Linked DNA regions of Mus musculus: all the other regions are linked to region 7. Evidence: chromatin contacts called from public Hi-C and HiChIP or PLAC-seq data. All regions are on one chromosome and are shown on one strand. Each heading gives the region's core, a stretch centred on a gene start, on an enhancer-like site or on the middle of the called end of the contact. The rest is flanking DNA. Distances are from core to core; before and after follow the strand shown.

What was found. A called contact is a pair of places that touch in the nucleus more often than the background predicts. HiChIP or PLAC-seq counts read pairs in DNA pulled down with a chosen protein or histone mark.
Region 1: an H3K4me3 HiChIP or PLAC-seq map of embryonic forebrain shows a contact between it and region 7, with 9 times the contacts expected there. The contact joins the enhancer-like site here to the promoter of Dusp4 in region 7. A contact is called at or near these places in 6 of 39 promoter capture datasets (the 3T3-L1 cell line, the C10 cell line, hippocampal neurons and 2 more), 3 of 15 datasets of contacts at CTCF or cohesin (embryonic stem cells, large pre-B cells and pro-B cells), 13 of 484 Hi-C or Micro-C datasets (CD8 T cells, bone marrow-derived macrophages, cerebellar granule neurons and 8 more), 29 of 115 datasets of contacts at active chromatin or transcription factors (CD4 single positive thymocytes, the NIH/3T3 cell line, T-cell acute lymphoblastic leukemia and 22 more) and 1 of 9 other capture datasets (embryonic stem cells).
Region 2: an H3K4me3 HiChIP or PLAC-seq map of forebrain shows a contact between it and region 7, with 8 times the contacts expected there. The contact joins the enhancer-like site here to the promoter of Dusp4 in region 7. A contact is called at or near these places in 5 of 39 promoter capture datasets (the 3T3-L1 cell line, embryonic stem cells and frontonasal cranial neural crest), 2 of 15 datasets of contacts at CTCF or cohesin (the NIH/3T3 cell line and large pre-B cells), 12 of 484 Hi-C or Micro-C datasets (the C10 cell line, the P5424 cell line, bone marrow-derived macrophages and 8 more) and 28 of 115 datasets of contacts at active chromatin or transcription factors (CD8 T cells, the NIH/3T3 cell line, VIP interneurons and 22 more).
Region 3: a contact with region 7 is called in a Hi-C map of the N1E-115 cell line, with 5 times the contacts expected there. The contact joins the enhancer-like site here to the promoter of Dusp4 in region 7. A contact is called at or near these places in 9 of 39 promoter capture datasets (the 3T3-L1 cell line, the C10 cell line, cranial neural crest and 3 more), 2 of 15 datasets of contacts at CTCF or cohesin (large pre-B cells and pro-B cells), 8 of 484 Hi-C or Micro-C datasets (CD8 T cells, the HL-1 cell line, the N1E-115 cell line and 5 more), 29 of 115 datasets of contacts at active chromatin or transcription factors (CD4 single positive thymocytes, the NIH/3T3 cell line, T-cell acute lymphoblastic leukemia and 23 more) and 1 of 9 other capture datasets (embryonic stem cells).
Region 4: a contact with region 7 is called in an H3K27ac HiChIP or PLAC-seq map of trophoblast stem cells, with 12 read pairs. The contact joins the enhancer-like site here to the promoter of Dusp4 in region 7. A contact is called at or near these places in 10 of 39 promoter capture datasets (cancer-associated fibroblasts, cranial neural crest, embryonic stem cells and 6 more), 3 of 15 datasets of contacts at CTCF or cohesin (CD8 T cells, the NIH/3T3 cell line and large pre-B cells), 12 of 484 Hi-C or Micro-C datasets (the 3T3-L1 cell line, bone marrow-derived DN2 thymocytes, bone marrow-derived macrophages and 7 more), 33 of 115 datasets of contacts at active chromatin or transcription factors (the 230-238 cell line, CD8 T cells, the HPC-7 cell line and 23 more) and 1 of 9 other capture datasets (liver).
Region 5: a contact with region 7 is called in an H3K27ac HiChIP or PLAC-seq map of DN3 thymocytes, with 8 times the contacts expected there. The contact joins the enhancer-like site here to the promoter of Dusp4 in region 7. A contact is called at or near these places in 2 of 39 promoter capture datasets (embryonic stem cells and liver), 2 of 15 datasets of contacts at CTCF or cohesin (the NIH/3T3 cell line and large pre-B cells), 1 of 484 Hi-C or Micro-C datasets (bone marrow-derived macrophages), 24 of 115 datasets of contacts at active chromatin or transcription factors (DN3 thymocytes, SST interneurons, T-cell acute lymphoblastic leukemia and 17 more) and 1 of 9 other capture datasets (embryonic stem cells).
Region 6: a contact with region 7 is called in an H3K4me3 HiChIP or PLAC-seq map of forebrain, with 8 times the contacts expected there. The contact joins the enhancer-like site here to the promoter of Dusp4 in region 7. A contact is called at or near these places in 7 of 39 promoter capture datasets (the HPC-7 cell line, embryonic stem cells, hematopoietic stem and progenitor cells and 2 more), 2 of 15 datasets of contacts at CTCF or cohesin (the NIH/3T3 cell line and large pre-B cells), 19 of 484 Hi-C or Micro-C datasets (the 63-12 cell line, 8-cell embryo, the N1E-115 cell line and 14 more), 30 of 115 datasets of contacts at active chromatin or transcription factors (the 230-238 cell line, DN3 thymocytes, T-cell acute lymphoblastic leukemia and 21 more) and 3 of 9 other capture datasets (adipose tissue, liver and pancreatic islet).

What each region holds. Positions count from the first base shown.
Region 1 is chr8:34,325,204-34,328,811 of GRCm38.p6, reverse strand. It overlaps the pseudogene Gm4889. Among named protein-coding and RNA genes, the nearest start is that of Gm33831, 60 kb to the left of the region's middle. Within about 2 kb of position 2,346, at least 73 of the 459 cell types and tissues checked have an H3K27ac peak or open chromatin away from gene starts, as enhancers often do. A contact at or near this core is called in VIP interneurons, cerebral cortex, cortical neurons and 7 more, where this site is marked.
Region 2 is chr8:34,370,762-34,374,320 of GRCm38.p6, reverse strand. No RefSeq gene overlaps it. Among named protein-coding and RNA genes, the nearest start is that of Gm33831, 14 kb to the left of the region's middle. Within about 2 kb of position 2,125, at least 25 of the 459 cell types and tissues checked have an H3K27ac peak or open chromatin away from gene starts, as enhancers often do. A contact at or near this core is called in VIP interneurons, brain, cortical neurons and 1 more, where this site is marked.
Region 3 is chr8:34,298,330-34,301,871 of GRCm38.p6, reverse strand. No RefSeq gene overlaps it. Among named protein-coding and RNA genes, the nearest start is that of Gm29243, 83 kb to the right of the region's middle. Within about 2 kb of position 1,266, at least 34 of the 459 cell types and tissues checked have an H3K27ac peak or open chromatin away from gene starts, as enhancers often do. A contact at or near this core is called in the N1E-115 cell line and stem cell-derived motor neurons, where this site is marked.
Region 4 is chr8:34,501,363-34,504,754 of GRCm38.p6, reverse strand. It overlaps the pseudogene Gm8268. Among named protein-coding and RNA genes, the nearest start is that of Gm40489, 14 kb to the right of the region's middle. Within about 2 kb of position 1,899, at least 9 of the 459 cell types and tissues checked have an H3K27ac peak or open chromatin away from gene starts, as enhancers often do. A contact at or near this core is called in trophoblast stem cells, where this site is marked.
Region 5 is chr8:34,351,791-34,354,941 of GRCm38.p6, reverse strand. No RefSeq gene overlaps it. Among named protein-coding and RNA genes, the nearest start is that of Gm33831, 33 kb to the left of the region's middle. Within about 2 kb of position 1,256, at least 18 of the 459 cell types and tissues checked have an H3K27ac peak or open chromatin away from gene starts, as enhancers often do. A contact at or near this core is called in DN3 thymocytes, T-cell acute lymphoblastic leukemia and memory CD8 T cells, where this site is marked.
Region 6 is chr8:34,465,460-34,468,596 of GRCm38.p6, reverse strand. The region is part of intron 2 of Gm46038 (a long non-coding RNA gene); the gene reads right to left. The region is part of intron 2 of Gm39160 (a long non-coding RNA gene); the gene reads left to right. Among named protein-coding and RNA genes, the nearest start is that of Gm39160, 6.0 kb to the left of the region's middle. Within about 2 kb of position 1,471, at least 4 of the 459 cell types and tissues checked have an H3K27ac peak or open chromatin away from gene starts, as enhancers often do. A contact at or near this core is called in forebrain and pro-B cells, where this site is marked.
Region 7 is chr8:34,806,263-34,809,739 of GRCm38.p6, reverse strand. Dusp4 (dual specificity phosphatase 4) reads right to left here and starts at 2,130. Exons shown (of 4, transcript NM_176933.4): 1 at 1,567-2,130. The coding sequence starts at 2,011.

The DNA of each region.
Region 1 (3,608 bases), core at 1,097-3,596, 480 kb after region 7:
CTTAAGACTGCATGCCGCGCTAGACGGCTTTCTACTACACTGATAAAATCCCTGAGCTAAGCAGCTCAAAAGTTTGTGTTAGCTCACAGGTGCGGAAGATTCAGACCGTGGTCAGTTGGTCTTATTGTCATTCAGCTGCCATGAGGCAGAAGACCATGGCACATAGCACATGATAGAGCAGACTGCTTGCCTTGCAAGAAAAGAGAGAAAGGAACTGTTTCCTCACTGTCCCCTCAAGGGCATCTCTCCAGTGACCTACCCTCCTCTCGCCCAACTCCACCTTTTAAAGGCCCACCCCCTTCCATAGGCTAACCACACATGGTTCTTGAGAGACTTTTTTTTTTTTTGGCCTCAAGTTTATTTGTAAAAACAGCATAGGATACTGGTCATCTGCAAATAGCATGTGGGTAGATGTGTCACAGCAGTCCATCTGTCTTCACGTGCAGGAGTCTTTTCAATGGGGCCTTCACAGGGGCCTGGGCACCTTCGGGAGCCTGGGCTGGAGCTTTGGCCTCTGCCTTGGTTTGAACCTTGGGCTTTGGTTGGCAAAGCCTCTGACCCTTGGCCATGTAGCTTCGAATCTGCTTCCCAAGCTTGGGGTGAGCGATGAAAGCCAGACGGTTGAGTTTGTGGCTTCTTCCCTTTGGCATCTTGGGCTTGACGGCCTGAGGCTTCACCAGGGCCTTGATGGCCTCTGCGCGCACACTCACTGCCTTTGCATTATTGGCCTGCATCTTCTTCAGGCCTTTCTTGATGTGCTTTTTGGCAAAGCGCATGTTCCTCAGGAACTTGGGATCAACCCCCTTAAGGGATTTGTATCTTTGCGACCGGGGTTTCTTGATGCCGTTTCTGTGCCATTTGCGGGACTGGTTGTGTGTGGTGTGGTTCTTAGACTTAGCCGTGTCTGCACGGTAACCCGCAGCTCCCGCAGCGCCTGGGACTGGAAGAGAAAAACTCTTTGAGAGACTATTAAGTCATACAACATGTCCCCTCCATTGAAGCAGGAAGGTCCCATGGAAAAAGCAGCCCTTTATATGGGGAGTGAAAGGAAGTCTCCTCTCTTTCCACCTTGGAGTACTGTGGGGAAACTATAAGGAAAGAAAGGGAGCCTCACAGAGGCATGTCTTCATTTCCATCCCCGAGTTTTTGCGCTAGGCCTAGCCGAGTACAGGGAGACATTATCTCTGCTACCTACATAGCTGAGTACTATGGAGAGTTCTGGAGAGGGATAGCTGCCACATGCCAACCCAAAGCCAGGCTGATCAGCTCGGCAAAGCAGAGAGAAGAGATGGATAGATACCCTGTGCTTTCTCTTTTCCAAGCCATCTCCTCACCTGGCAGTGATGGCGAAAATCAGGGACCTGTCCAGATCAGCAGGGACAGTGTCCAACAACCATGGCCACAGATAGACCCAGAAGGCAGGCAAGCGAGGAGAATGCTACCGGGCCCAGGATAGTAACCCAACTCCTGAGGTAGGGAATGAGAGATCAGCCTGAGGGCACAGTCCCTGCACCAGGAGGTCCAGAGCTGCAGACCGGACTCCCTGTCACAGGATGCTTCCATATGCCAGATGTCACTGAGAAAGAGACACAGCCAGAAGCAGAGGAGGCCATCTGAGATTCAAGGCATTTTTTTTCCCTAGAAGTCTGAGCCTTCCTTGAAGGCTCTGTTTAAAGGATCAAATCAGACATTCAACTCAAACCAAATTAGACATTTAGGTTTTTTTGTTTTTCCCCTGTTCCACTGGGGGTGGGGTGTGGAGTACGGCAAATCATGAATTAAACTGAGACAGTTATAAACAAAAATACAGAGATTACATTTTCTTTTCATGCCCGAGCTACAGTGGGAATTGAAGTTTTCAAGCATTCTCCCTGCCATCGTGCCCTTTCTGGAAAGGCCAACAGCTCTGGGTTAATTTCGGAATTTACAAAATAACCAGATAACAAACAGGAATTCTATCCCCGGACTGCAGAGAAGTGGGCTACCTTGCAGCGCGTCACTGATTTATCACGCCAGCTGTATGTAAATTCAATTTCAGAACTCAAATTGATTTTGTTTCCAGCCACTAAATATCCAGGTGGCTCGCGGCATTAATTAGAATTGACGACGTGGGGTTTAATAACTCCGCCGTCTGACTTGCACGTCTTCAGAATCCCACGCCTTGATGGTCCTGCGGATGGGCTGTGAAGTGTGGGGGGCTAGGGGGCCTGGAAGTGAATCAGGAAGCAGGGGTGATGATCATTCAGGAGATGAATCTTTTCATGGCATCCTCTCCTCACGCCTGAGCAGGTTATGTCACAGGGCTGGCAGCTGGTGCGCCAGAGTGAGGCAGCCAGCCGAGGTGAGAATCCACGGAGCTCCCATCATTTGCGCAGGGAGGGGCTTCTCTCTCCTCAGCACCCCAGGATTTCCTGGGACCAGTGAGCTAAGAGCTGCCCATCCCCCCTCCCCCAGAAGCTCTAACAAAACAAAGCTCCAACCAAGGGCTAGCCCAGAATGTGGTTGGTAGCTTTGCAGTGGAGCTGGGAAGTGAGGGGGCGGGGAGGGGGAGGGGCGGGAGCGGGGGGGGGGGGGGAGGGAAGAGCTGATGGCGTTTGACATCAACTGCTGGTGGCCCCACTGACTTCGGATGCTTCCAAGACAGATGAATCGCTGACTTCTACATTCCCAGGGAAAGCGAATCATCAGAGAACGCCTGGCATATCACGGGCTGGTCTCAGCTGCTACCCAAATGCTCCGTTAAACAGAACATATGGGGTTAACTGCATGCCTTGCCTCAGCACCTCTAAGGATTCAGCTGTGTTTGACAAAGGGTCTGAAGGTGAGGTTACCCAGAAACCACTTAGGGAAATTAGGCAAAGAAGCATCTCCCGGCACCAGCTGCCTGGTGCCGTTGAATTCACTCCAAATATTCTCTTTTTGAGCTAATTACCAGGGATTAGGCTGGAAATCCCCTCTGAAACCATATCTGCTTTGCAGATAACCACCTGGATGTGGATATAAATGTGGAGGTCACAACCACACAGCTCCACGAGAAGCGGCTTAGTTCAAACTCCTTGACTTGGGCCGATTTCAAAGTATTCACTCTTAACAAGCAACGACAACGCAGAGATTCCCTCTTGAAAGAGCCCTGCATGTGTTCAGAATCCAGCAAACCTCAGGCATCCTCTCTCTGCCTCCTCAGTACTGCGGTTACAGGTGCACGCGGCTATGTCCAGAGTTTGCCCTGGGTACTCTGGATAGGCCGAGCTCTATCCAGAATGAATGTGACCACTTAAGGGAGGAGTTACAGTAAGACCTGTGGATACCATCCTCAGCAGTGACCTATGGACTGGCAGGAAAAGAAAGAAAAAAAAAGACTACATGGGGGTATGGACTTAGCATTTCTTGCAGTAGGGGATGTATAGAAAATAGAGTACAAACTAATCCAAGCTAAAATGGAACCAACATTTGGAGTCCATGGAAAGAACCAGACAGGGAGGAAAGAGAGAGAAGGGTAGATGTGTCGGAAGATAACCCTTTGGGTCCCATCTTTGAGACAGAGGAAGGCCATGTTTAGGAAATACCATGCCATCCAACTGCTTGAATTAGAAAAGACGTTTACACAG
Region 2 (3,559 bases), core at 876-3,375, 440 kb after region 7:
GAGCTATGAAAATGAGGGCGACCTGCCATGCCTTGTCTTAAGGCACCTACCTATCTGCGAGTGGGAGAAGAGATCCCCAATAAGAAAGTTCGAGTCATACTCTCTAACTGAGGAGGGAAAGACAAACATCCCAAACTGTTGAGTAATACAAACCCAGTAATTCAACCAGTTACTAAAAACATGTGTCAAGGGCAGAGGCATGTTATAGGTATTGATCAAGGATGGAGATGATGGAAGGGAATATCAATTAAAGGTCTTATTTGAAAGTGTCCCTTAAACCATGATTGGAAATAAGGTAGTGGCCAGGAGTTCTCATAATGACTCCCATCTCAAACTGTGACATCCAGGCAAAGAGCTTCTATGCTAAACAGAGCTGAGGAGTCCCCAACCTGGTGTGAAGGTCAAGCTGAACTATTTAAACGTCTCTCACAATCCATTCATAAACGATTTTAATATTCTTCACAGCATAGTAATTTTATAGACCAATAATAACTCTGTAAGTGGGGAACTGATAGGAAGAGGAGGGGAGGGGAGGGGAGGGGAGGGGGAGGAGAGTCTGGAGCTCAGAGATGTTAGGTGAATGGACTACAAGTACATTCCGTGAGAGGGCAGGGTCGCTTGGCCTGGTGGCATACAGTTCTGATCTCGCCTACTCAAGAAGCTGAGACTGAAGTATTAAAAATTCAAGGTCAGCCTAGGCTACAGAGTAAATACTAGACCATCCTAGGCAATTTAGAAAAAAATTCTATCAACTATAAAGTAAAGAGAGGGTGTGGGGGCCATGATTCGGCGCCAGTGTGAACAAAAACCCTAACGCTTTGAAAATATAAGGGCTCCATCTCAGGGTCCTGTCCACGGAGTCCACTGCTCCTCACAACAGGCCGCACTGTCTTGAAAATGGGATGATCATTATCTGAGCAGAAGAGGACTCATACTAACCCCCAGGAGATGGAGAACAGGTGTCAAAAGGGAAATTTGGGGAGAGGGCCATTCAGTGTTGTGACCTGCTTCAAAGGGCTAAGCTGCTAGGCCAGGGATGTATCCCCCACCTGAAGCGGGGTCCCCAGTACACCTAAGAGGGGAAGCTTTCGGAGCTTAGAGTAGGGCCAACCACAGGAAACCTGCACAAGAAATCCTAACCTCAATGGTCACATAGTCCCGGGGAACGATTTCTATCGAGGCTGGGTTCCACAAGGAACTTCCCGTTCTGGAGGACCCAGAAGTCGGCTCAGCAGGAGGTGGGACGGGATGCTCTTTTATGTATCCTCTGCTCTATTACAAAGCAAGGCCCCCTTCCCTCCCACTCCCACCCCACCCCAGCCATGCTGCTGCTCCAAAGGCTGCCCCAACCCATTGTCTCCTGGGCCACAGAATAGCACTTTCTGCCCACAAAGAAATGTAATTTACAGGCCACTTTCTCTTTAATCCACCAGAAAAAGGCAGGATGATGAGTCTGTGGGCAGAAATCCAATGTTACAAGGATTTCAACGGATGCAAATTGTTTCCTGGATAAGGGCTAATGACAGCTAATAGGCCGGTGCCGGGGGCTAGGCGGATGACCTAGCACCAGCTTCCTATTTCTGTCGGCCAAAATCGCAACTTCCATCTGCTATTTTCATCCTCCTCCCATGTTATTGTCACTGTGGCCACAGTTTCACACTCCTACTCCTCCCAAAGGACGTGAGCATGCTATTTTACATAGGAATACAAAAGCCTGAGCCTTCCCTCCAAGCTACTGGGAAATGAATCAGCACATGCCTCAGCTTCCTAGCCCACCTGAGTGGTCACGTGCGTGCGTGCGTGCGTGCGTGCGTCCATGCGTGCGTGCCTGCCTGCCTGCACTGCCCAATTTGGTTTGTTCAAAATGGAGTTGCTTGGAATGTATGAACTAGCAAGCCACTGAGTAATGGTGAATCACCCCTGGATGTTTTACCCAGGCCTCAGACAAGGAGCTGGCTCCCGTTGTAGCTTTTTGGGGGTCACTTAAATCCATCAGAGAGGAACGCACAGCCCCAAGCCTTGTGCTGAAGATGAAGCGCTGATCAAGAGCAAGATCAGCCGGGCACATAAAGACTACCAAGCATCCAAAAAGTGTTTCTGAGAGCTGACATCAGCCCACATGTTGGCAAAGCAGTAGAAAGTGTGGGAGTCAGGTGGCGAGGGAGGGGGTGCTCCAAGGATGTAGAAAAGACGCTAAAAATCCTTGTTTGACAAAGCAGGCTTGGGATGTGGTGGCAGAACACCACAGCCACACTGTCTTGGGCTAACTTAAGTTTTCTGTTTCTCCCATTATCCCGTTGCTGGTCTCCCCAGATGCTCTCCCACCCCCAGCCCTGCCTATCTCCAGCCCGGCTCTCATTAAGCTGCACAGCATACCTTTCTCGGGCTTCCTGACTCAATTTCCCCAGCATCATTCAGTCTGAGTCACAGGTTTTAATCACAAAGGCATTATGAAGTGTGCTTCTATTTCTATTCCCTCCGCTACGCTGTGACCATCTCAGGAGTAATGGGTTCTCGCCCATCTTTCTACCTGCTGTTATCCACGCAGAGCTTTAATGAATACCTCCTGGATAAATAAGGAGCGGCGAGGGACCAAGGAGAGGAGGAAAAATGGAAACTGGGGAAGGGAGGGAGAAAGCAAAGAAACAAGGAGGGCTGAGCTTATAGCTCAGCGAGATAATTGCGGAAACCATGTGATACAGGCTGGCTTGTACCAGGGAGAGCAAAGAGCAATTAAAATGTTTAATCTTCCTTGAATACTATTGATAAGGCTCTACATATGTGATTGACAAGGAAAACACAAAGACTTGCTAAGAGACTAAAAAAATGGGTTTTGAATGGGGTGATCTTGTTGCAGATAATAAGCTGCTTGCTGGCCCAGCTGCCTGCCTGCTCTGAGGTGTTGATGGCTTCTCCCTGCTGGTTAGAGAATCTAGGTAGAGAGAAAAACGGCCCTGCTGCTCACCGATCTGATCCCCTCCCCCAGGGAAGCAGGAAGACTTCCTCAGCCAAAGCTTCTGAAGGAGCTGACAGGCTTTCAAGAGCCCACCTCACCACTGGCCCCGAGACCTGCTCAGACCCTTTTAGGGAGATGCCAGAAGGAAAGGGGCAGACAGGAGGAGGCAGAGGAGGCCTACATGGGGGGGGTGGTGGTGTATCATTCCCTAACTTGTCAAATTTGCCTTTCCTCCCAACATCTATGAATCCATGCAGATGCTCTGACTAACCTGCTGAAGTGTCTGAGGAGAAGAAAGATTCCCTACCTCCTTGTTGATAACCAGGAAGCAAGAGTGTGGCTGAAGAGGAGGGGTAAGCCCCTAGAGCAGACTCACCACTCAACTTCCAACTCACACATGTCTATGGGAATTGGGGGACATGGTGAGTCACTTTATTTGTCAGCTTGGCCTGGGCCACAGGGTGTCCAGATAGTTGCTCAAACATTATTCTGGAAGCTGTTGTGAGAATTCATTAATTAAATTAGGTGGATGAGATTAACAGCTAACTCACTGTATTTGTTTTATGTGAGGGAATGGTCTATATGTTGTCTTAGTCAGGGTTT
Region 3 (3,542 bases), core at 17-2,516, 510 kb after region 7:
GCTGAGGAGTCCTGCTCATCCCAGAACCTTGACTCTTCTGTCATCCACCTGTTCCTTTTCCTTCTCATTTCCCCTTGAGTCAAGATTGCAATTTTTCAATACAGAACCCAGGGGTCTACCAACTACTTACTCAATCCTGACCTATATACCTGCTTATCAACTTGAACCTCTAATCCAACTGGGCTTCCTCTCCTTCATCCTTCTCTCCTTCCTACTGCCAAGTTCTAAACTGGCCCACAAGCTAAGCCATCAGAGAAAGAGCACTATCAATACCTGGTACAGCATTCATTTTTGAGGAGCCATTGTGAGCCAGCACACCCCTGGACAGTGCTTCTCTACTTTCTGCAGAGAATAGACTTACAGACGCACCCCACGTATGCTGGGAATAGCAACAACTTGGTTTCAGTGAAGAAGATCAGAGGAAGGCACATATAGGCCACCAAGTTAGAATACATTTCCTGCCCCAATCCCAGCTGCTACAGAGGGAAGGGGCGTGGGTCTTCAACTAATAGCTACTCTAGCTTGTTGACAAGCTTTGGTAGAGTTAGTAACCAAGGCAAAGAGCATCCCTAGCAACCCATCCAGAAAGACACATGAGCTCAAGCTAAGAGAGAACCAGGCACCAAGTAAACTGATGACAAACCCTGCTTCCTTATGAGCCCACTGTAAGCACAGCTATTCTTACATTCATGTTTTCCTATTGGTGCTCATGATGCCCGCCCCTCCCCCAGAGACTATTGACAATCACTGACCGCAGGAGAGAGTGCCATCTTCTTTAGCAGTGTCTGTGTTCCATGTCCTAATAAATAACTCTCCATGCATGCATGCACTTACACGCACAGATGCGTGCACACATGCACACACACACACACACACACACCATGGCACGAGAGTCAGAAAGAGACTTGCTGGGGAAGAGTTTCAGTAGAACAGGGCAAGAGTGAGATGAGATGGTGGATATGAAACATGACCACGACCTGCTGTTTGCTTGTATGAAACTGTCAGTAAGGGTGGAGCAGCCTGCTATGGGAACACAGACCAGATTTGGCACTGTGCCTATCAGTTTGCCAATGGCAGTCCTGCCCGACTCCCCCACCATGTGAAGATTTGAAATACAGATGACTTTGAGCACCGCCTCAGGAACACTGCCCTTAGACTTCCGTGTGGCACAAATTTTCCAGTCACCCTCAGTCTCGTCCTTCATGTCTGAGGAAGCAAGCACAGCTACCAGACTGGGTGACGACAGCTGTCCAGGGGAGAAGCCGTTCTTAGACCGGATCTAGCAGATGAAAACCAGACCCACCCCCTTCCCCGTGTGGTGTGGGTCTTGTTCCTGCTTCTGTTGCTGTGACAGCCAAGTGTCAATTATCTCCCATGCGTGAAAGCAAATATTGTGATAGCCTAAGAAACCTACCAAAGTCAGAAGACTCTGGCGGCTGCTTGGCCAGCTGCCCGCGGCGTGTCTTTATTATGGTAATGGCTCTCAGGAAAGGAGGCTCTACTAGATGGAAGGTTCGGTGCTGACCCCTTCAGCAATTTATAATCTTCATTTTCCCATCTTTCTCTCTTGGCATTCTCTATCTGCTCCTTTTTAAGTCTTGTGGTGGAAGTTTGCTTCTCTTTGCTTAGGACAAGTCCATCCAACCATGCATCTATGTCTCGGGACCCAATTTAACATGTGGTTTATGAAGACTCTGGAACTTTGAAGGCCTTCCATATTGTTTTGAATATAAATACTCAGGGTTTTGAGAGAAACATGAACCTGTAGGGTATGGGTGGGTAGATAGATAGATAGATAGATAGATAGATAGATAGATAGATAGATAGATAGATAGATAGATAATACATTCATGCATATATACATACATAGTATATACATACATACATACATACATACATACATACGTACATACATATGTACATACGTACATACATCATGAAAAGAATGATGACGAACGATTGAATGATTAATAGACAGATGTGAGGGACCAGGAATTAGACAGACTCCTTGGTGGGAGGACAGACAAGGAGAGGAGCCGTGATTAGGTAATAAAGGTGGCAAGCTTTCAAAATGGCTGGCTTCTTCCTCACCTTCCTGACATAGGACAAAAGCCTGGCAGATTAAAACAAAGGCCTCATAGACTATTTTCTCCCCGGCCACTAGCCTCCATGCTGCTGGACTGGCTCAACAAGTTCAAGACCACATAGGACATATTACACAATACTGTGGGCCAGTCAACCATCCTATCTTTCTTCAAACTGACCAACCATAAATTAGAGACAAACAAAACAACTCTTCAGAGACTTTTATAAGACAAAGACAGCCCTTCAGAAGAGACTGGAGTCTTCGCTTCCCAGGGTTCCCTCTACCCCTTGCTTCAGAGAGGGTCTTTTTCCTGTGCATCTGCCACACAGGTGTGCATCCTCAACCCCAAGCCTTTCTTCAGCTGTTGCTTCTGTCTGCTGCTGTCTGCAGTGGCTGAGATTGCTCTATTGCCACCTGTCACTCTTGAGATTCTTCCTGCCTTTTAATTTTTTAACTGTCCGAGAAAACAAAGACTCCTAGACAACAAAGACCCCCAATCAAGACTCCCAGAAGTAACAGATGATGACTGCATTGGTAGATACATAGAGGATAGATAGGTGGATTGATGAGAGATGATTCATACAGACTTACAATCATACATACATACATACATACATACATACATACATACATACATACATAAGATACATAAATAAGAATCATTGACTGAAAGATGATGATTTATTGATGAATAGATGGATGATGACTACATTGATAGATACATAAAGGACAGAGGTAGTTTGATGATAGATACATAGATCATGAATAAATTGATGATCAATGATGACTGACAGATAAATAGACTAATGACAACTAGACTGATAGGCTGATATATAGATATATAGAGGATGGCTAGATTAATAGATAGATAGATAGATAGATAGATAGATAGATAGATAGATAGATAGATAGACAGACAGACAGACAAATGTTTTAAGGAACTGGCTCACAAACTGGAAAGTTCCAAGAGAGGTGCTAACACTGCAACTAGAGTCTAAAGTCAGAACTCCCTTCTCCTCCAGAAATCTGGGCCTGTGTTTTCTTAAATCCTTCCATTTATTGAATGAGATACCAGTCACGTTGTGAAAGCTAACCTGCTTTCCTCCAAATCCACCAGCTTAACAGTGAACCTGTTTACAAATACTTTCACAGCAGCCTCTCTACTAGAGTTTAACAAAACAGCTAAGCACCGTGGTTACATTAACTACATTTGTGTCACTGGACAAAACATGTAGCAGAAACAACAAAAGGTAGGAAGGTCTATATTGGTTCACAGTTTGCAGAGATTTCAGTCCATGATGGTGCAGAAGGCATGATGAAACAACCCTGCCTGTGGCAGGAAGGGCCTTAGAGGGAAGACCCACCATACCACAGCACACCACAAAGTAGAAAGTGGTATGAACTTGGGACTCAGTACATCATTCAAAAGGCCACCCTCTTTGACCAAGTTCTACCA
Region 4 (3,392 bases), core at 650-3,149, 300 kb after region 7:
GATAGCTGTCATATGTCACAGTGCTCAATAAGCACGGCTCATTTTTGTATTGATGCTAGTGTAGACAAGCTTATTGTGTGTCCATAATACAGAAAGTCTAGCCTGGTATCTATAGCACTTTAGAGTGATATTTTTGTTATTAATTTAGACATTTATACTATATATATTTTATCATATTTTAATGTTTTATTTTGAGATGGGTCCTCACCATGCATGTCATCCAGGCTAGCTTTAACCATCCAGGGCTCATGTGAATGCCTTATCTCAGGTTTTTGAGAGGCCAGCTGTAGGCACACACCATCACATCTGCAGCCACAGGCTTCCTATCCTGTCTTGAGGAGACTGTGCCCTGGAAAACAATGTGCCATATCTCCCAAGTTCAATGTTAACCCACATGTGCCTATGTATAGGGAAGATCTTGTAGACACACCAGGGAGACAATTTAAACAATGTTCACAATCATGTGATCTATCAAAATATGGAATTCCCCTTCAACATGATGAGTAACAGGATAAGTGCATAAACTATGGTATAGACAGTCACACAGAGATAGTCGTGACAGTTAAGATATATGAGGTATAGCTACCTAGGAAGTTTTGTTTTAAATATTTTATGCAGACCCCAAGTTAAAGGCAAAGTCTTCCACAAGACTCCCCTCATTTCAGATGCCAACTGTTGGCCTCAGGGTTCCTCGGGTCACCTGCATTTGTAATCACTGCTGTACATCTGATGACTCCCAGGATTCCTTTGGCTTGCTACTTTACTGTCATCACCAGTTCTCTAGAAGCTCGTACACAGGGAGAGATGGATGTGATCAGGTTTACATCCTTTCTCCATGAAACCAGTCTACTGGTCTTCCAAAAGACTGATGAATCCTTAACATTCAGAAAGGGACCCCTGAGTGAACAACTCGGAGCTGGGGATCGATACAAAAGCATGAGGAATTTATTGTTCCAGCATGCTCGGGTTGTCATCCTGCACCCGAAGGAGAAGTGGTGACCCTGGGCATCTGGCAAGTATTTATACAGTTTCCAGAGGCAGACTAGAACATCGGCAACAAGACACAATACGATTGGCAGAACAGTATGCCCTTTAAATTGATTGGTCTTTAGGGAATGAGGTAGTAGGGGCTTAATTAGCCTCTTCCTTCCTGCCTACATGCTCTCTGACCTGTTTCTTCCAGGAGGGGAGGGGTGCCTGGTGGAATTTTCCAATGGCTCTGAGCTGAGCTGACCTCTTCATCATCATATCCCATCTCTACGTCTGGCTCTTGTTCCTATCTTGAAGCGTACCCCTTCTAACTTGTTGAAAGTGTTCTTGTAAAAACCATGGTTTTACTAGCTGCAGATCATAAGTCTGTGCTTACCATCTCTGTGGGCGGCATACTGAGGCCATGATAAAGTGCATGACCTCTACCATCCAGGCTCTGTGCAAGCAAATGCTGTGCTGCTCTCACTATGAAGACATGTTCAACAATACATGCATGTATCAGAAGTATTGCATGTTACTTAATGGCATGTCTGTAGTTAAAACAAAAACTGCAGACCAATCCAGGCCCAAGAGCGTTTTTTAAATCTTGTATATACCCAAGCAGTGACACTGTCATGTGCTCTCAGAATGGAGAATGCTGACTTAGTAGAGCCACCTCAGCAATGACTGAACCCTTGGGTTCCCCAGCTCTACAAAGAACAGAACAGTTGGGACTGAACAATCACTCATGTTTCCTCAAACCATTCCTGGCAACAGTTATCTTAAGTCACATTTCCTGGAAATAGACCTCAGGACAGAGATTGGGTCTGCTGGATTTTTTTCTTTAATTAGGGAGTTGTTACACAGTAAAGAAGTCCTTTGACTTGGGTCCCTGGCATAGAGTTCCAAAAATCCTTGGAATTTCCTGAGTAATAGAAGTGTGCTTATCACACTGATGAAATGACTCAGGAGGGGCGTCAGACTGCCTTAGGAAGTGGTCTTACCACCAGACACAGCTGTAGGCTTAAAGGGTTGGACCTGAGCCTGTGTTCATGAAGGAGATAGGAGGGGAGAGACTGAGCTTAAAGATGTGCCCAGTGCTTTCATCATTCATATCTAGTGTAGACATGAATGATATCTCCCTCACCCAAAACTCTGAGCTACAAACTCAGTGGACCTTTCTGAATGTTAAGGATTCATCAGTCTTTTGGAAGACCAGTAGACTTGTTTCATGGAGAAAGGATGTAAACCTGATCACATCCATCTCTCCCTGTGTACGAGCTTCTAGAGAACTGGTGATGACAGTAAAGTAGCAAGCCAAAGGAATCCTGGGAGTCATCAGATGTACAGCAGTGATTACAAATGCAGGTGACCCGAGGAACCCTGAGGCCAACAGTTGGCATCTGAAATGAGGGGAGTCTTGTGGAAGACTTTGCCTTTAACTTGGGGTCTGCGTATAATATTTAAAACAAAACTTCCTAGGTAGCTATACCTCATATATCTTACCTGTTACGACTATCTCTGTGTGACTGTCTATACCATAGTTTATGCACTTATCCCGTTACTCATCACGCTGAAGGGGAATTCCATATTTTGATAGATCACATGATTGTGAACATTGTTTAAATTGTCTCCCTGGTATGACTACAAGATCTTCTCTAAACATAGGAACATATGGGTTAACATTGAACTTAGGAGATAGGCACACTGTTTTCCAGGGCACAGTCTCCTCAAGACAGGATAGGAAGCCCAGGGCTGCACATGCCCACAAAGACTTCCAATTTCCCCAAGTCATGTCACTTTTCTATAACAGAATGGGAAGAAAATAAAATCTCACCGTCGCCTTGATTTTTATTTCTCTGTTCCCCAGGGACGATCCTTATCTTCTCATATCTTCATTGGCCACAACTCTTCTCAGAATTATGTGAGTCTGGTCTGCATTCTCTTCCTTCCTGTGTCTACACTTTCTACTTAAGGCTGACTCCTGCCTCAATTCCTTTAGAGACACACTGCTGGTGGCACACACTTTCCTTCGACTTTGGTTCTGGAAGTGCCTTCCTTTCTGTCCCATCACTGAAAAGTAGTGTCACGAGTTCTAGGCTGGCAGGTGTCTGGGGTGCACTGATGATGTTGGTCCCTTTACTGACTCCTACAATTACAGCTGAGAAGTTGGCCGTTCCTTTGGTCGCTCCTTCAAGGGCGGCCACTTTCCTTCCATTCCCCATGTTTTAGCCAGTGTGTGCAGATGTGACTACGCCCCAAGCATGTGTGTTGTTTTCAGTTTTTAACCTAACTTTGAAATTCTAGACTCATTCTTGCATTTCTTCTGGAAAATTGACTGTCACCTCTTCAAATACGGCTGTAACCCCCATTTTTTTCTTCTGGTGCATTTTCAGTAATGCTATGAGGCTTTCTCTGCAGTG
Region 5 (3,151 bases), core at 7-2,506, 450 kb after region 7:
TAGTATAGATAGATAGATAGATAGATAGATAGATAGATAGATAGATAGATAGATAGAATGTAGATATAGATTCCTGCATGTGCCCGTGTGCATGTGTGTGTGTGTGCAAGTGCGCATGTGTGTGCAAATGCACATGCACAGGAGTGTATCTGTGTGCGTGTATATGTTGGTCAAGGTCAGCATTAGGGGTCTTCCTCTATCCCTCCCCACCTTATTTTCTTGACACAAGGTCTCTCCCTGAACTTGAAGCTCACCAAGTCGGCTAGGCTGGGTGAGCAGTGAGCCCCTGGAATCTGCCTTTATCTCGTCTCAGGGCTGGTTTTACAAACCTGTGTTGTCAGGCCCAACTTACATGTGGGTGCTGGAGATCCATCCTCAGGCTCTGTGTCTGAGCAACAAGTATTTTGCCGTCTCTCCAGTTCATCTACAAAGATGTTCTGTCCCAGAAGCTGATCACAAAACAGGCCAAACATCACTCACAGGTAGCTCCCTAGAGTTCACTCTAGTCTGTGGACTAGCTGCGATGACATCTATCTTAGCATGGCCTCTCTCTCTCTCTCTCTCTCTCTCTCTCTCTCTCTCTCTCTCTCTCTCTAAGGGCTTTGGTGTTATCTGATGAAGGAAGACAAAGTGTTTCCCCAGGAGCCCACAGAACCCTCAGAACTAGAGTGGGGAATGGGAGGGAAAATGCCAGAGCTCCTGCAGTCCTCGAATCCTGAAAGATGAACAAGTCTAGGTAGGAGAGAGGGCAGGGGGTGGGAGAGACATTAGCATGTACATGAACATTAAAAACAAAAACAAAAACAAAAACTTGTCTCAGTCGCTTAATTTAGAGAATTAATCTCAACGTCATCATTCAACCAGCTGAATATCATAGTTAACTCCTTTTTTTTTTTCAGCAAACATCTACAAAGTTTCACTAGTGGCTGCTTGTGAGCTGGATGCCAGACCAGCTTGACTTACTGGCAGTACACAGAAATCAGGTAAAGGGCAATGCCCACCCAGGGCAAAGAGGGTACTGTGAGCTTGCCAAGAGAATGACTGGGGTAAGCCAGAGTCACCGACAGTCTTCTCACTGGCTCCTGCCAACATGCCCCACCCCACCCCCAAACCCAGCTCCTATCTAGCAAGCTCTTTGAACAATAGAATTTCATAAACCAGATTGGTAACAAAACTACACCCCACGGTGATGCCTATGGCCATGTGAGCAGACAATGGCCCAAGTGTAGACCTGAGCATTCTGGGAGAAGCTAGGCAGGAAGCAGCTGCCAAGAGCCAGTGTGGGAGCAGCAGCTGTACTCTGGCTCAGGCTGTGCCCACCTCTGCTTCTGCAGCCCAGCTTCCTGCCCATCCACAATGAAAACAACACATGTGAACAAGTGCACACACACACACACACACACACACACACACACACACAGAGAGAGAGAGAGAGAGAGAGAGACAAAGAGAGAGAGAGAGAGAGAGACCAGATCTGGAGGGGCCAGCACTTAATCCATCTTGTTCCACAGCAAGTAAGCAAGCCAATCTAATTCTGGATGTATAGATCGTAGTGGGAAGTGGGCTTCTATGAAAGCAGGCCCAGCCCCTTCCACCCCACCACAGCAATGCCTGCATTCAGCCAGAGCCCTGGGCAAAAGGTAGCGAGACTAATAAAAGACTGATCAGCAGGCCCAAGAGCAGGGGGCAGTGTGGCCCATAATTGGGAAAACTGAACAGTAAAGCCACGTTTGCCAAGGAGCAGAAGTCTCCTTTGTTCTAAAGTAGCACTCCGTGTTTAGTTAAAAGATAGACCCGAGACCCTTAATAATACCTAGTGGGTCGCTTTGTGCCTCTAATAGGACCCACTGCTCCTTGGCTCATTTTAAATTACTACCAAGCAGTGTGTAGGTTGGGACTTCATCAAGGGAAGAAAATCAATCTGAGAGGAAAAGCTATTCCTTAGCAGCAAAAGGAAAAAGGAAAGAGGCAGTTCCTTTAATGCAATCTGAGATGGGATCTGGCTCAGCAGAGATGGGGCAAAAATAGCTTCTCCTGTGGTGCAGGTGCCTGAGTTCCACTTTACAGCAAGTCCACAGGGCCCAACCTCAGGATACCTGGGATACACGTGACATCTCAGTTTGGGACACCCCTTGTAGCACTAGAAGGGTATGGACTTTAAAAGATATCAAATAAGGGTACAGCTAGGACATCGGGGATCATGGTCATTTTATTGGTGTGTTTTTAATCACACTCTTTCCCCGATGAGAATAAAGTTGACAGAAAGGTGCGTTCTTAGTCTGGGTTAAAATGGTGACAGGGTAACGGACCACCATGACATTGGCAGCCACACCTCCTGGATACGGCTGAAACTTGACAGCATACACTTAGTTATAAAAAGATGTATGTGTCAATGATACCCCACGCTATAAGAGTTTGTGATGCTCTATTTGTGTATCCATGCATAAATGCATTAAACAAGACCCCCCAGATCATCAGTTATTGCTTTAGTCCACCGGAAGATCCCATAGTGGCTTCTCTTCCCAGCTTACAACAAGGCTCAGAAACTTTCCCACACTCGAACAAAAAAAATTACTCCACAACAGTATAATTTATAGTTTTGTAAAGACCTCACAGGGAATCCAGGAGAACTTTACAATCAGATACACCATAGTAAGCATTTTTAATCTAGTTTGAATATTTGATTTCTGTCCAGTTTCCCATTCAAGGCTCTGTCCCTTGAAGCCTTTGTCCCCATGATCCTGGTCTCTCTGTCCCCAGACCTCACCCTGAACCTCTCTGACCCACCCTTTCTTTTGAGTGCTACCTACAGGAAAAACTCTTTGCCTATCGGTTCTCAACCTGTGGGTAGAGACTTGTGTGAATGACCCTTTCACAGGGACTGCCTAAGACCCTCAAAAAACACAGAGATTTACATGAAAAGTCATGACAGTAGCAAAACTACAGTTATGAAGTAGCAACAGAATAATTTTATGGGTGGGAGTCAGCACAGCATGAGGAACTGTATGAAAGGGTCGCAGCATTGAGGAAGTTGAGAACCACTGCTGTAGAACAACCAACCAAAGTTCCTAGGTGCAGGACCTACTCACTGTTGGAATCAAGGGCAGTACACAACAACAACTTGTGCTTTCGCACTCATCAAGGACTTTGA
Region 6 (3,137 bases), core at 222-2,721, 340 kb after region 7:
AAATGTGAGGGACTTGGGTGGCTGAAGTTTCACTGCTTAGGTTCTGCCACAGAAGAACAGGGATACAGAGACACCTGAGACACCCCCCACCTCCCACCTCCCCTCACCCCCACTTTATTTACCTCCCTGGTTGACCATGGCTATCTATGGAGACAGTGGTGGTTTGAATAAGAATGGTCCCATAGGCTGTTCTAGTTGACTGCAGATCAGCACTATTTGACAGGATTAGGAGGTGTGGCTTTGTTAGAAGTGTGTGTGTGGAGGTGGACTTTGAGTTTTGTGTTCCCCCACTGCCTGTGTATCAGGATGTAGAATGCTCAATTATTTCTCTAGCACCACACCTCCCACACTTGCTGCCATGCTGACAATGGACTGAACATCTGAAACTGTAAGCCAGCCCCCAAATTAAATGCTTTCTCTTGTAAGGGTTGCCATGGTCATGGTGTCACAGCAATAAGGCAGAACACTAGGACACCGCCCAAAGATCGTGAAGACTTGCATCTGACATCGGGAAATCGATTCCAAACTAACTGGAAAACTTCATCTCTGCTGGCTAGCTTTCATAGTTCCAGAAGGTATTATGTCAGGCTAATGGGAGGGAAGAGAGAAGTGTGGTCTTACCCAGGGCTGGACCCTGTGTGCTACATTACTGACCTGCCAGGCAAGGTGTACCCCTGGCGCAACAGTAGCATGATGGTGAGGAGAGTAAGCTAGGCTCAAGCAACACTGAATAAGAGAGGACAGAAGGTACTGAAGAGTGCTATAAAGTGCTGCCCTCCAGATGTGACATGGCACCACACTTGTGAACTCATAACAGCTATGGTTCCCTGCATAAGATCAAGTCAATTAAACCACAGCATGAGGCCCCTCCCCTGGGCAAGGAGCTATTGGAAGTTGATAGCCACTGGGGTAAGGAGAGTCACTTTTCTTCAGGGGCATGGCCACTGTTTGGTTGCCCATCCTCCACCTCTGTGAAAACACAGGAAGTCGTGAGTGGATTCTGTGGATAGTTAAAACAAGCAAGATGATGTAGGCTTGAGAGAGGGGATGTGCTGATGGGGTGTGGAGAGGAACTGGAGACAGAAGTGGAGGGATGGATGTGAGCTAATGCATTGTACACGTGTACGTAATTACCAAAGAATACACTTAAAGTATGTTCAACATGAATTCCTGCACCTATGCGATTCTCTGGGGGGACCCAGGTTGAGCCCAGCATCCAGAAGATGCCATCAGCCTGCCCAGTTGACCATCAGAGGACCAACAGAGACACTAGAATGGAGCAGACATTACAGACTTGAGGTGCTGCAAATCCTTATGGAGATGAGGTCTTGGAAAAATATTCACCCAGGGTCACTCACTCTGGGCAGCCTTGCTGGGTCCCTCAACTAAGAAGCAGCTGGGCCAAGGCAGGCCTTGGCCCGCTGCCCACAGTGCCCTGAGCTCCATGTGCAGGGCTGGTTCACAGGAAGTTCCAGGAGAGTGGGGCTGTTATTATATTCTAAATGCCTTGGGGAGTTCGAACGGGAAGAAACCTCATGGTAGAGCAAATTTGTAGAAACAAAATGTGACTTCGCCTCTGTTCTGAGTCTTGATTCCGGTTTTATATAAAAGGAAGCTCACTTGCAAGTAATTAGGGGCCAGAACAGATGGTTGAGACCAGGGTATTGCTTCCCAAGCTGGCTAGCTTTTAAATGGAGGGATAAAGGCAGACAGTCTAGAATAAAGAATTAATTTGATATTTGCCTGTGTTCCTTGAAGGCATCATAAACTTTTATAATTGCCTGTATGATAGGAGTATCTCTGTATTAATAGGGGGTCCATAGAACTACACCCAAACTTGTGCCAATGAGAAGAATAAACTCTAGGCTAGGAGGGAGGCCAGTGGTAAGATTAGAGGATTCGGGGAGGTAGGACAGTTTTACATAGAAAGGAGTTGTGTAGTCAGTGATTTAATCAATCTTACCTGCATAGTGAGCCCCTTTAAAAACTCTGGACATCAAGACACACTGTCTCTGTCTGTGTTCTATTGCTGTGAAGAGACACAATAGCAACAACAACTCTTGTAAAAGAAGACATTTAATTGGGGCTGGCTTATCTTTCCAGAGATTTCGTCCATTGTCATCATGGTGGGAAGCGTAGCAGCATGCAAGCAGACCTAGTAGTGGAGAGGTAGCTGAAGGTTCTACCTCTGGATCTGCAGGCACCAGGAAGAACAAGAGACACTGGACCTGGCTTGGGCTTTTGGAACCTTGAAGTCCCATCTCCAGTGACCCACTTCCTCCAACAAAGCCCTGCCTCCTAATCCTTTGAAATAGAGCTACTGCCGGGTGACCAAGCATATCAAATCTATGAGCCCTGAAGATATTAAACCTTTGTGTTTGAGGCTCTTCTAGATTGTGTAGGGCAGGGACTCCAAAATGAGTACCGCTGCCTAACCGATGTAGGTGACTGAGTGACCAACGTGAAGAGGGGGTGCTGCACATCTAGTTGGGACAACTGGACTGACCACCTCATCCCCTCCTCATACATCACTACAGCTTTTGCCACAAGTCCTTTAAAAAAAAAGTCTAGCCTACCCTATCCTATCCACCCCACTTCCAGGGACCTCTTTGGCTATGCAAGGGCTCTGCCTCTTCCTCTTCTCTTAAGCTCCCTATAATGAAATAACTATTTCTAAAACTCACCCTCTGTGGTCTGTGAACTTCATTCTTTGAATTTGAAGGTCATGAACCCCAAAAAAGCCACTGGTTCAAGGCAGCTTTCATAGCTGTCAAGTCTCCAAGGGCCTGAGTCCCCCAAGTTAAGCTACCTAAGAGCCAAAAGAGACTTTGTCACTCTCAAAGACACCCTAGTCTTCTGATATTAATTTCACTATAGTGGATCTCTTCACTGACTTGGGTCTGATTAGTCAGTAATAAAACCACCACAGTAGTAGCATGCTGTTCTGAATTTTGTGAGTCATCATATTGCCTGAGGCAATAGATAGAACATCACCACCTTCAGATTTGAAGCTAGTTCCTCAGAAGTATGGGTAGCCTGGGAACCTGGGAGCTTGTGGGAGGCTTGCAGAGCACAGCACTGTCACCAGCTGCTGTTGTGTGTCCCCTCTTTGCTTGTCTGAGCATTGTCCTTGGCCT
Region 7 (3,477 bases), core at 881-3,380:
CCCAGGCAGGACACCCCGCCGAGGGAGGACCCGGGACCTGCGCCTTTCCTAGGCAGGGCTCCGCGGATACTGCGTGGGGCCCCGGTTCAGACCGCTGGCCGGTCGCGAGGTCCGGAACCTGTGTTCCTGGCCGTCGCTCCTAAAGCGTTTTAGGGAGCCGGCTGAGAGACTGGGGCTCGGCTGCAGGAGCCACAGGCGGTCCTTGCAAAAAAAAAAAAAAAAGAAAAGAAAAGAAAAGAAAGAAAAGGAAGAAAAAAAAAGAAAAGAAAAGAAAAAAATCGCCCTGGCAGTTCAGCCTCAGATCAACAGCAGCGTTTCCCCAGCAGCTGACGGGTCAAATGGTCAGGAAACAACTGCGGAGAACAAAGCCCCCCGCTGTTCCGCACGGCCAGCCTGGCTCGCCCGCACCGGGTGCCGTTCGGAGGGGACGCGAGAAAGGGTTTCGCTCCCGGCCTCCCTTCCTTAAGGAAGACAAGACACTAAGAGGAAAAGTCTGGAAGACGGGGCGAAGAGCCTCGGCAGGGAAATGGGCGGCTCTTGGAAGGCGGAGGTCGGACAAACCTCCAGGCTTTGGAAGCAAAGACCAGACCCGCGCGAAAGAATGCACGGAATGCGGTGGCCGGAGGTAGGGGAGCAGCGCAGCAGGGGGCGCCCGACCCCCCCACACACACACACACCCCGCACCCTACAGTGCTCCCCAACCGGTGGCCGGCACACCGAGCGAGCTGGCAGGTGCGGCGAGCGGTCCCTCCCCTTTGCCAACGTCTGAGATACTGCGCGATCCTTTTGGGGTGTCTGACTTCTCAATGTGACAAGCCACCCTCTCTCCGGCCACCTAATTTCCTACGCCAGGGTTCGCTCGAACCAGGCACGCGCCGCTGGCAGAGTCGAGAATGATGTGTGAACAAAAGGTGGTAACTCTCTGCTCCCGGGATTAGCAGGAGCAGGCGCGGTTGTGCCTGGTGTCCCCCCACCCCCCCAAATACAGCACTTCAGCCTCCCTTAGACCGGGGCAAGTGGGGGTTGGCCGCCATCCAAGAAAGCTCTGAGTTTAGGCAGCGGGGAAAAAAAGAGATAGCTCCCCAGGTCTGCACCCCAATTCTCCTTTCCTCATTGACCGATGTGTATGAACTCCTGAGACAGCTCCTACCCTAGCATTCACCTTCCTTCACCCCCCTCTAGGGTTCCCGGGGTTATACCGAACCAGGCCTCTCTCGTCCCCGTGGGACCTAAGAGCGCGTTCTCAGTACTTGAAGCTGGGCTGCGCAGAGGAACCGCTGCCAGCATCCAGGCCAGAACCGTTCGCGTAAACAAACACGGAAACTCCAAGACGCGTGCGGATTGCAGGTGATTGGGGAAACGCGCCAGCACGGCCTCCCCGGGACTCAGGCTCCAAACCACAGCAAAACCGTTCACACTGACACGCACAAAGACACGCGAGGAAGGGGACTCCAGCACCCCGTAGTCACTCGGGTACTTTCCTCCCAATGCCCAGCAGGGCTCAGGCCGCCAAGTCCCTTACACTACCTACCCTCCCACCTCGCTCTCCCGGGCACCCACGTTTACCTTTAAGCAGGCAGATGTCCGTGCGCTCCGCGTTCCGGCGCAACGCCTGCACGACCAGCGACACCGTGCTGTCCTCCCGGAGACTCTCGGCGCGCGGGCTGCGCTCGTCGTAGACGATGACAGCCGAGTAGAGGCCAGAGCGCAGGCGGGCACGCACCTCTTCCTCGGCGGGCAGGATCTGCTCCAGGCTCACGGAGCCCTTGGCCCTCCGCCGCACGATGGTATTGCAGCGCACGTTCACCGAGCCTCGGATGTAGCCCGCGCTGTGAGCCAGAAACGGCCTGCAGTCCAGCAGCAGGCACTTGCCGCCGCTCAGCAGCCCCAAGGCGCCGTGGCTGCCGCTGCCGTTGCCGCCCGCGCTGCCGCCGCCGCCGTTCTCATCCCGGTTCATCAGCCTTTTGAGCACGCTGCAGTCCATCTCCCGCAGTTCCTCCATCGTCACCATGTCGCCGGCAAAACGCAGTAAGCTGGGGAGCTAGCTGGAGAAGGCCAAGGGCACCGGAGCCAGCTAGGCTAACAAGAAGGAACCAGGCGAGGGCTAAGAGGGCGCCTGCAGAAGTGACCCGCAAACTTGGCCCCAGGCTCTTCTCCCTCTAACACCCCTGCTTCCACCTCCCGCAGCCTCAACGTTACATAGCAGTCCCAGCCTTCTCTGGCGCCAAAGCTGGCGGGCGCGCGGCACCCGGGGCAAGCGATCGAGCAGGGGAGTGTGTTTACGAGAGAGGGCTCCTCTCGGTTTGTCGCCTCTGGTGTGTTTTGCTAGCTAGGGCTGCTTCTGCCGTGGGCTCCGCCGTTTCCCCCACCGCTGCACCGCCGGAGCTGCACGCACTGCCCCAGCCAGAGTTTCCTCCTCTGGCTTAGAGATTTATTAATGCTCGCCGGCTCTCCCGGGGGAGGGAAGAGTCATTACTACCTCGCCAGGCCCCGCCCCCAACGCAAGCTTCCCGCCCCGCCCCCACCCCGGCTCGTGAATGGAGCGCCGGCCCCCTCGCACCCAGTCACGGGGACTCGACGTCACAAAGAGAGGAGTAAACAGGGCGCTCGGTGCTGGCTGCCAGGCCCATTCATAAAACGGAGACCTAGAGGAAGAAAAGGAGGCAGCCTCCGACCCGCCCGCGAGCCGGCGGCTCGGGGACTTTGTGAATGGAGCCGCGGCGCGGTGCCCTGTCCTTCCTCAGCCCCGGAGCGCGGCGATCCTGGTAGAGATCGTTGCGGGTGGCGACGCGGGGCCTTACTGAGGCCTGGGCTCTCCGTGTGGAGGTCTTCACCCCTGCGCTCCCCCCCACCCCCCCGGCCTCCCCAGTCTTCGAGGTCTCGCTCCTGCAGCTCCGAGAAACCTGACACTGTGCGGCTGCCACCCCGTAGGGCTTGGGGACCTCTCCTCGCCGGACTTAATCTCGTTCTTCGTGCCCGGCCGGTTGTGTTTTGTCTTTGTTTTTTTCCATGCGATTCCCCGGACTTAGTTTATACATTAGCGTGATCGATTTCCATCCCGAGCTATTACATCTGGTTTATAGCTTCCCGCGGAACCTGGGCCAACGCAGATTTAGAAAGATGAAAGGGAAGGCCCTCGCGCCGAAGCCCAATAACAAAAGAGAGGTGGAGGGGTTTGTTACTTTACAACCCAGAGGGGGGCGTTAATTGGCCGAATGCTGTGCCCGTGCAAGAGAATGGGAGGCACTCGGGCCCAAGCTTCCTAAAACCTGCTTTTTTAACCATGGGGGGGGGGGGGGGGAATACCCGGAGGTTTTCCTCTTTGGTGGGAGTCCTCGCTTCCCTCCTCACACGCAACGTCCTCTAAGGAAATGACGGTTAAGGTCTACATTTGGTACGAAGGAAAAGATGCTGAAAAGTGCCCATGGGAAGAATGACCTTTTATAAAAGCAAATGTAATAAGCTAGGAGACGATTC